Regions from separate parts of the Sus scrofa genome. Here region 2 is linked to region 1. The links are chromatin contacts, called in public Hi-C maps. All regions are on one chromosome and are shown on one strand. The core of a region is the stretch at or near the end of the contact, and the rest is flanking DNA. Distances in the headings are between cores, read along the strand shown.

Region 1 (4,179 bases), core at 381-2,880:
TTGAATCTAGACTCATAAGAATCAAACATCACAGAAGGTTCAACCGAAAAGAGGCAAGAAAATAAGGAAGTGGAACAAATAACATTTTTAGAGAATACGATGGAGTTTGTATAACACATTAACTTGGTTTCTAAAACACCTCTTTTTAAACTCCTCCACCCGTCTCCCTATCTTCAAAGGAAACCGGTAACCCCACTTACATTATAGAGGCCATGAAATAACCACATAAGGTTTGAATTATCATAGTACTATTTAAAAATCAGTCTCCACTTCCATCTGACAAGACAAAGTTTGGAACAGTCGCAAAAACACTGGTGCGCAATGGTTTCATTAAGATTGTTTACTGGATGCTGTGGTGCCATTTTACCTTTTGAATTACTTCAAATTCAAAGCAGAAAAATACAAGCACTGAGAACAGTACAGAGACCTGTCAACTCAGTTCCAACTGCTAAGACGAAAACTACACATGGGAGGTTTAGTTTTGGCCTTTCAGTGCTGCCATATGCCTATATTGCCTAAATGCCCAAATGGGTCTACTTGTCAGTGATGTGGTGTGTGTTGGTTTTGTAAGCTGTAATTAATGCATGATTTAGAAATTCAACTATAGTTTTAAGGGACTGTAAAGGTTCTGTACACAATAGGGGAAAAAAATTTAAATGAGATGATGCTAAGAATATTCACTGAATCTTCCCTACCGCTAAGCACCATACTCCCCATTATCCCCATCGGAAAAATGAGGAAATGAAGACTCGGCCAAATGAAGTCACCAGCCCAAGGTCACCCAGAGGGAACATCTAGTTTGAACTCAGACGGTTCAGATCTCAGAACCTGAGCCAAGCATTGCCTCCCAAGTGCAGGTGGCGTTTGCAAGACCCCGACATCCTGGAGACTCTCTGCCGTGGAGCGGGAGTCGGGATGCCAGAAATGGCGAAATCGTCCATGGGGGTCCTCTGGCGAGTCTCAGTGGAGGGAAGGGGTGAGCGTCGCCCACTACCAGCAGGGCGCCTCCGGGGACGGGGGTCTTGGGTGACTGTGGGAAGGGGGTGGTGACACCTGCAGTCTCTGGGGGCCGCAGCCGGGAAGACGCTCGCATTTTACTTCTGTAATTGGCCTTCCTGTGGATTGCCCAAGCCCCTTCCTGTTAGGAAAGCGGCTCCGACCCCACCGCCTCCCCGGACGGCCTGGGACAGAGTGAACGAAAGGGAAAGGAGGGGCGGGAGGGCGGCGGCCCCCTGCCCGCCCGGCTCTGACAGGCCAGGGGCAGGTTCTGCCCCAAGACCGCCCCCCTTCCTCCTCGTCGTGACCCCAGGCATGGGATGCAGAGGTCGACTGCCGGGACCCGCCCGGCTCGAGGGGCGGCCCCGGGGCAGGGGTCCTGGCCAGGAGAGCTGAGGGGAGCGGGCCCGGCTGATGAGACTCACCTGGCCCGCTGCAGTCAGCGCACACTTCGCTGCTCCGGAGCCGCTTCGACATGGCTCCCGCCTCCCACCTGCCGGGAACCTGGGGCCCCGAGACAGCGAAGGCGGCGGCGGCGGCGGCGGCGGCGGAGGCGCTTCCGCTCTAACGGGTCCCAGCGGCGGCGCTGGCGGCAGCGCCTCTCCCTGAGCGCCTCGCAGCCGCGGCCCAGCACGCACGCGCGGGGAGGCACCCTTTGGCAATAGGCAGATCATGTGACCGGAAAGGGCACGCTGCCCTGTCGCCATATTGAGTGAGGGCAAGGATCTTCCGTCCTGCTTCCAAATTTTCTGTAATTTGTCTCCCTCTCCAGAAGAAATTCGCTTCTTCCCAGCACTGATTAATACCAAATCTAGTAACCAGAAGTCTGCAGCTGCAACCTGCCTGAGGTAATCAGTAGTCAAGTCATTTCGCATAACTTTGGCCAAGTTCATTTATATATTCTTTCCTTTATTCAGCAAATTACACACAGTGTTCCAAGCAGTGAAGAAAGAGTAGTGAGCCAAGAGGACAAAATTTCCTGTCTTTATGGAGCTAACATTCAATTGTGCTAGATCTACAATAAGTAAAATAAGGGTATATTATGTGTTTCCTTATGCTGCAGTTTTAATATAATCTGCTAGAGGAAGATAATGTGTATCTACCGCTAGCCTACAATTTTCTTTTGTATGGCTTGCACCTAAAAATGATTTTCATAGTTTTATTTTTTTGTTTTTGTTGTGTTTTGGCATGTGGAAGTTTCAGGGCCGGGATGGAACTGGAGCCATAGCAATAATCGAGCCACAGCAGTGACAACTGAGTCCTTAATTGCTCGGCCATCAACTCTTAATTTTTACTTGTTTTGTTGTTTTTTAGGCCATATGGAGGTTCCCAGGTTAGGGGTAAATTGGAGCTACAGCTGTCAGCCTACACCACAGCCATAGCAATGCGGGATCCCAGCTGCACCTGTGACCTACCCACTAGCCCACAGCAACACCAGATCCCGGACCCACTAAGCGAGGCCAGAGATCAGACCTGCATCCTCAGGTTTACTGGTTGGATTCCTTTCCACTGCACGACACAGGGAACTCCTAATTTTTACATTTTTGAAGGATTGTAAAGAGGAAGGAGAAGAGGGAAAGGATGAATATTTAACAAAACTCATATATGAAACGTATAGCTAAATATTTACTGTCTGGCTAAGAACAAATGGAATAATTCACAGAAGAGTGTGGTATGCTTGCCTCAGAGTGAACCCTCATTAATAGTAGCCTCTTGAAGTTCCCGTCGTGGCGCAATGGTTAACGAATCCGACTAGGAACCATGAGGTTGCAGGTTCAGTCCCTGCCCTTGCTCAGTGGGTTCACGATCCGGCGTTGCTGTGAGCTGTGGTGTAGGTTGCAGACTCGGCTCGGATCCCACGTTGCTGTGGCTCTGGCGTAGGCCGGTGGCGCAGCTCCAACTAGACCCCTAGCGTGGGAACCTCCATATGCTGCGGGAGCGGCCCAAGAAATAGCAAAAAGCAAAAAAAAAGTAGCCTCTGTTATTATTGGAATTTGATATTACTATTATTTCTTAATCACAATTTTGAGGATAACGATAGATAACCTAATATACAGGATGGTATGAGATAAACGCAATGAAGTGAGTTTAATCAGTGTGATAGAGAGCAGAGGTGTGACCCTAATGCTAATGAATATTTTGTGTATTATATGTAAACCCAACTATGATCTCCATTCAGCAAATGTTCGATGCCTATCATGGGCCAGGTATTTGTTTTGCTTTGTTTTTTTTAATTTATTTTTATTTATTTATTTTTGCCTTTTTGCCTTTTTCTAGGGCCCCACCCACAGCATATGGAGGTTCCCAAGCTAGGGGTCTAATCAGAGCTGTAGCTGCCAGCCTACACAGCACCTCGGGATCTGAGCCGAGTCTGTGACCTACACCGCAGCTCAAGGCAATGCCAGGTCTTTTTTTTTTTTTTTTTTTTTTTTTTTTGTCTTTTTGTGTTTTCTAGGGCCGCTCCTGTGGCATTTGGAGCTTCCCAGGCTAGGAGTCTAATCGGAGACGTAGCCGCCAGCCTATACCAGAGCTATAGCAACACGGGATCCAAGCTGGGTCTGCGACCTACACCACAGCTCACAGCAACGCTGGATCCTTAACCCACTGAGCAAGGCCAGGGATCAAACCCACAACCTCATGGTTCCTAGTCGGATTCGTTAACCACTGAGCCACATGGGGAACTCCCGGGCCAGGTATTATTTTGACTTTAGGTACTCTGGTGAACAGCCATTGTGAAGTTCTCCAACTAATGAATTAAGAGAGATTAGATAAGCATGAGACAATGAAGAGAAAGATTAAATTGCATAAATCTTCTTAAAGGTTAGGAAGTCCTGAAGGAGATGTCAAAAGCATGGGTCTTTGTTTCATTTCTCCATTTTTATAAATGAGTGGTGTGTGCATTAACATATATTTCCCACACATTCCATAGCTAAAGCCTCTGGATGCCATCCTGATGCTTCTACATCCTGTTTTGCTTCATGTATTCTCAAATCTTCTGGACTCAACACCTGTGGAGAATGGATTAAGCCTGAATTCTTGAACAGCTGTTGTTGTAGGCATCTGAAAAGCTGGCTATTCACAAGCAGGGAAGGCAGAGGATGCTTTCAGAATGCATTAAATAACTTTGCCTAGCTATATGATCTAGTAGACAGCTGTGCAGAAAGTTCAGGCTGGTGAGCAGAT
Region 2 (4,238 bases), core at 1,156-3,655, 82 kb before region 1:
TGGGTGTAAATCCTGGCTCTCATTGTCCTTGCTTTGTGACTTCAAGAAATTACTTGGCCTTTCAGGGTCTCAGTTTCCTCATCCGCAAAATGGGGGCAGGAATCTCCCATGTTAGAGGGAAGCTTAAACAAGAAAAAACAAGGAAAAGCATCTGGCACGTGTTGAGTATTCAAACAATGTTAGTTCCTTCTTGGTTTTTTTTGTTGTTTTTGTTGTTTTTTGGTGTTTTTGCTTTCTTTAAACACCATCTTCCCCTTTTTCTTTTGCAGGACTCAAAGTTAGAGGGAATCTGCTCACTCATTGTCAATGAATATTTATTGTGCCTGCTCTATGCCAGACACTGGAACCACAGCATGGAGGGTAATGAGCACTACCCTCATGGTACTGCAGAGAGGGAATTAATAGAGCTGGGTTCAGTTCCCTGGATCTACCACTTACAAGCTATTGTTCCTTGGGCAAGCGCTGTCCCGAAAAAAGAAGCCCAGAGGTTATGGCCCAGGGTCTCAGGCTTCCAGGACCAGGCCAGTCAAGCCTTAGGCCCTTGAACCCACTGGTGGAGCTTGTTTGTTCCCTTAAGGTCATTATACAGATGAGGCAACTGAGGTCCAGAGAGCGGAAGGCCCTTGTCCAAGAGGGACAAAATCCAGGAACTGAAGGCAAGTCTCTCACAATAAAATCCACACATTTCTGAAGTTCCTCCCACACTCAAGGAGGCCCAGTAACAAGTATTTTTTATATGTACTCTTTTGTTGTCAGGGCTGCTCTGGCTGGGCTGATCAGGGTGGGTACCTACTTCCCCTCTTCATTGGGGACACATGGAAGATTGGCCAAAAGCTTGGTCAAAGAGGGCGAAACCAATCAGAGGCTAACCCTGGGGCAGGGCAGATGTTGAACAAACACATGTCAAGTAAAGTGAGATGTGAGAGAGTGTGGGCCCCTGTGGGACAGCAGGTGCTCTGCACCTAGGTGTGCTCCATTTAAACCTTCATTGCATCTCACAAGGGTAACCCTAGAAGGCAGCCCTGTTGGTATTCTTGTTAAAAGATAAACTGAGGCACAGTAAAAATGTCAAGACTTATTGATTTGAATCAGGTAGCACTGAACCGAATGTGTACGGGCAGAACCTAGGAGAGAGGTTTTTGCAGAGAAGATGTGGAAACGAGGAAATCATTTGATTGCCTGCCGCTTAAGTAACTGCCTTGTTTGGGAAAGTCTCATTGGCTATTTGGTTTTTTACTTTTCTTTTCTTTTTTTTTTTTTGCTTTTTAGGGCTGCACTTGCGGCATATGGAAGTTCTCAGGCTAGGGGTCAAATCTGAGCTACTGCTGCCAGCCAGACTATGCCACAGCCACAACAACGCAGGATCCGAGCCAAGTCTGCGACCTACACCACAGCTCACTGCAATGCCGGATCCTTGACCCGCCAAGCGAGGCCAGGGATCAAACCTGCGTCCTCTGGTTCCTAGTCAGATTTGTTCCACTGCACCATGACGGGGAACTCCCTCATTGGCTCTTTGGGATTGGTAAATTTCACTAGCTCAGATGAATCTGACCTAGGTTTAGGTTTGCTTGCATAGGCTACCAAAGGGTCAGAGCCTCCCCAGTCAAATGGCCGCCTTTCTCAATTACTTTAACATTCTCATTTTACAGATGAGGATGCTGAGGCATGGAGTGATGAAGTGACCTGTCCAAGACCACACATCTAGCATGGTCAAGGCTGCAACAGAGGCCACTACATTCAAAGGACATTACTCTGCATCCAGGAAAAAGAGAGAAGCGGACAAGGGATGAAGGAATGAAGGGAAAAAGAAATTAAGGCAAGAATGAGAAAATGAAAAGAACATGAATGAAAGAGTGAATATTTTATTATTTATTTTAATGGAATGATTGATACTTAATACATGTAACACATGCGAGCTATAAAACACACTAAGAGAATGAACACCCTTGAACCCACCACCATCCTAAGACAATAGAAAGTTACTAATAACTCATACCTATTTACATCGGCAGTTCTTTGAGCTGGCTGCACGTTGGATGCACCTGGGGAGCTTACACAACCACTGATACCCTCAGGGAGCTTGATGGGATTTCTCTGGAGTTTGGCTTGGACATCTGGATTGTTAAGAGCTCCCAGATGATTCTCATGTGGCTTATATATCCCCTTCTATATTCTTCTGATTTCCCCCAACCCTCATCCTTGTCTCCCCTATGTAGCCACCATTCTGAATTTGGTGTAGTGAACGGATTCTTTTCTTCTTTCCTTCCCAGTTTACAGGACCAGTGATGTTTGCGATTGAGCTCCCGCCCACCACGCGGGGGCGCCAGAGAGAAACACAACCTCTTTTTCTTTCCTTCAGAGCGGCCAGCAATCGCGCGGGAGGAAGTTTGGCCCTCGCCGCGCCCCGTCACTGGCCCGTTGCCCCGACAACGATAGGGGGAAAAGGCTGGTGGGTGCATCGCTTCCCCGGAGCGTCTTGCCGGCTGGGCTCGGCTTAGTTGGGGCGTACGGGAGCTCGGGCTGGGGCACTCTTCCGAATCTCCGGGGTGCAGAGAAACGTGAGTCTGGGGTTTGGGCTTGGCCGGGGTCCGGCGTTGGGGACGGGACCCGCAGAGCTCCGCTACAGTCAGGCCCGCGCTGGCGGGAAGCTCGCCCGCCTACCCGAGACGGCGATCGCTGGGCTTGCGGGGGTTCGACTTCCGGTCCTCACTTTGCTCCCTGCGCGCGATCTGGGTCCTACACTTGCCTGTGTAACCGCTTTTGTCATTCGTGGCCGTTGAGGCTGAGAGAGGGATTCGACTAGTTCAGGGAGCAGCCCATTTTGTTGGTGGCCGATCCAGGACTGGAATCCTACATTTCTTGATTCCTGGTGCAAAGTTTATCTGCAGGCGGATCACAGGACTAGGAAGAAAGTTTGTCAAGCCTGGCACAGTCTTAAGACAGATCATAAACTGGCAGCCTCAGGCTAAACTTGGCTCATAGAAGCAGATTATTTCCCTCCAGGTTTGGAGGGCTCTGAGTTTGCTTATTCAATAGACGCTCCTTAAGCACGAGCATAGCCAGACACTGTGTAGACCCTGGACATGGGGCAGCTTTTGGACCAGAGGAAGAGGTGTCCGGAGTCAGACTGGTTCTGCTGTCGGGTCTCCAGAGTGCTCCTTGATCTGCAAGTCGATTCCTCTCTGAGTTGTAGTTTCTCCATCTGTAAAATGAGGGGTCTCCCTTCTTGCTAATCCAGAGCACTTCCAGGTGTGACACCTGGATTGGGCTCCTCTTTGGGAGTTGCCAAAGGGATCCCAACAGGCAGCCTCTCGCTGTCTGCAAAGCCAGGGCCCTCCTCTCAGACTGACAGGAAATGGGATCCCCTAGCTTTTATAAAGTTTCTCTACTTCCTGGCCTTGTGATCTTGAGCAAGTTGTTTTACCTTTTTGAACTTAAGTTTTCTCACCTATCCAAATAATGGGGTGAGAGTAACATCAAAAAAGGCCATACATGTCATGAGCTTGGCACACAAACACATCTCTTAAGTTATCGTCTCTGTTACTTTAGGCAGTGCATAGAAGTCACCAGTGTGCTTGTCTAGCATTGCCAGGACTGGTCCTCTATGTCTGTGGTTCCCTTGATGACATCTAGCTCACAGCTGGGTGCAGTCCAGGCTTATTTAAATAGATGATTTGCAGCCCCAGTGGCAAGTCTTTATTTTTTTTAAATTGATATATAGTTGATTTACAATATTGTATTAGTTTTAGGTATACCGCACAATGATTCAGTTATATATTCTTTTTCAGATTCTTTTCTGTTATAGGTCATTATAAAACACTGAGTATAGCTTCCTGCACTATATACTAGGGCCTTGTTGTTTATCTCTTTTATACATAGTAGTATATATGCTAATCCTGAACTCCTAATTTATCCCCCCACCAAGTCATTTTTAAAGTGCTAATGACTGGGGGCCTACACAGGACTTTCAATTGGTCTGGATTAGGACCCAGCCTCTACCAGACCATCCCAATGTGCAGCCCAGGGGTGAGGCCCACTCATTAAAGGGGCAAGGGGTTGGCACAGGCTCATTTTCTTACCAATGCTGTTCTTCTCAGATGGCACTCCCCACACTGCCTTCCTCCTGGTGCAGCCGAAGGCTCCTGGATCAGCAGGCCGCACGACAGCGACACCGGGAGCAGGAGGCCCAGCTTCGGCAGCAGTGGGATGAGAACAGCCGCTACTTCAAGATGTCTGAC

The links. A called contact is a pair of places that touch in the nucleus more often than the background predicts.
Region 2: a Hi-C map of liver shows a contact between it and region 1, with 4 times the contacts expected there. The contact joins the promoter of TCHP here to the promoter of GIT2 in region 1. A contact is called at or near these places in 8 of 47 Hi-C or Micro-C datasets (heart right ventricle, liver, skeletal muscle and 1 more) and 2 of 2 datasets of contacts at active chromatin or transcription factors (alveolar macrophages and skeletal muscle).

Annotation. Positions count from the first base shown.
Region 1 is chr14:40,993,437-40,997,615 of Sscrofa11.1, reverse strand. GIT2 (ARF GTPase-activating protein GIT2) reads right to left here and starts at 1,630. Exons shown (of 18, transcript XM_003483442.4): 1 at 1,422-1,630. The coding sequence starts at 1,473. ANKRD13A (ankyrin repeat domain-containing protein 13A) reads left to right here and starts at 1,734. Exons shown (of 15, transcript XM_021074290.1): 1 at 1,734-1,844.
Region 2 is chr14:41,075,811-41,080,048 of Sscrofa11.1, reverse strand. TCHP (trichoplein keratin filament-binding protein) reads left to right here and starts at 2,405. Exons shown (of 13, transcript XM_003483443.4): 1 at 2,405-2,558; 2 at 4,098-4,238. The coding sequence starts at 4,098.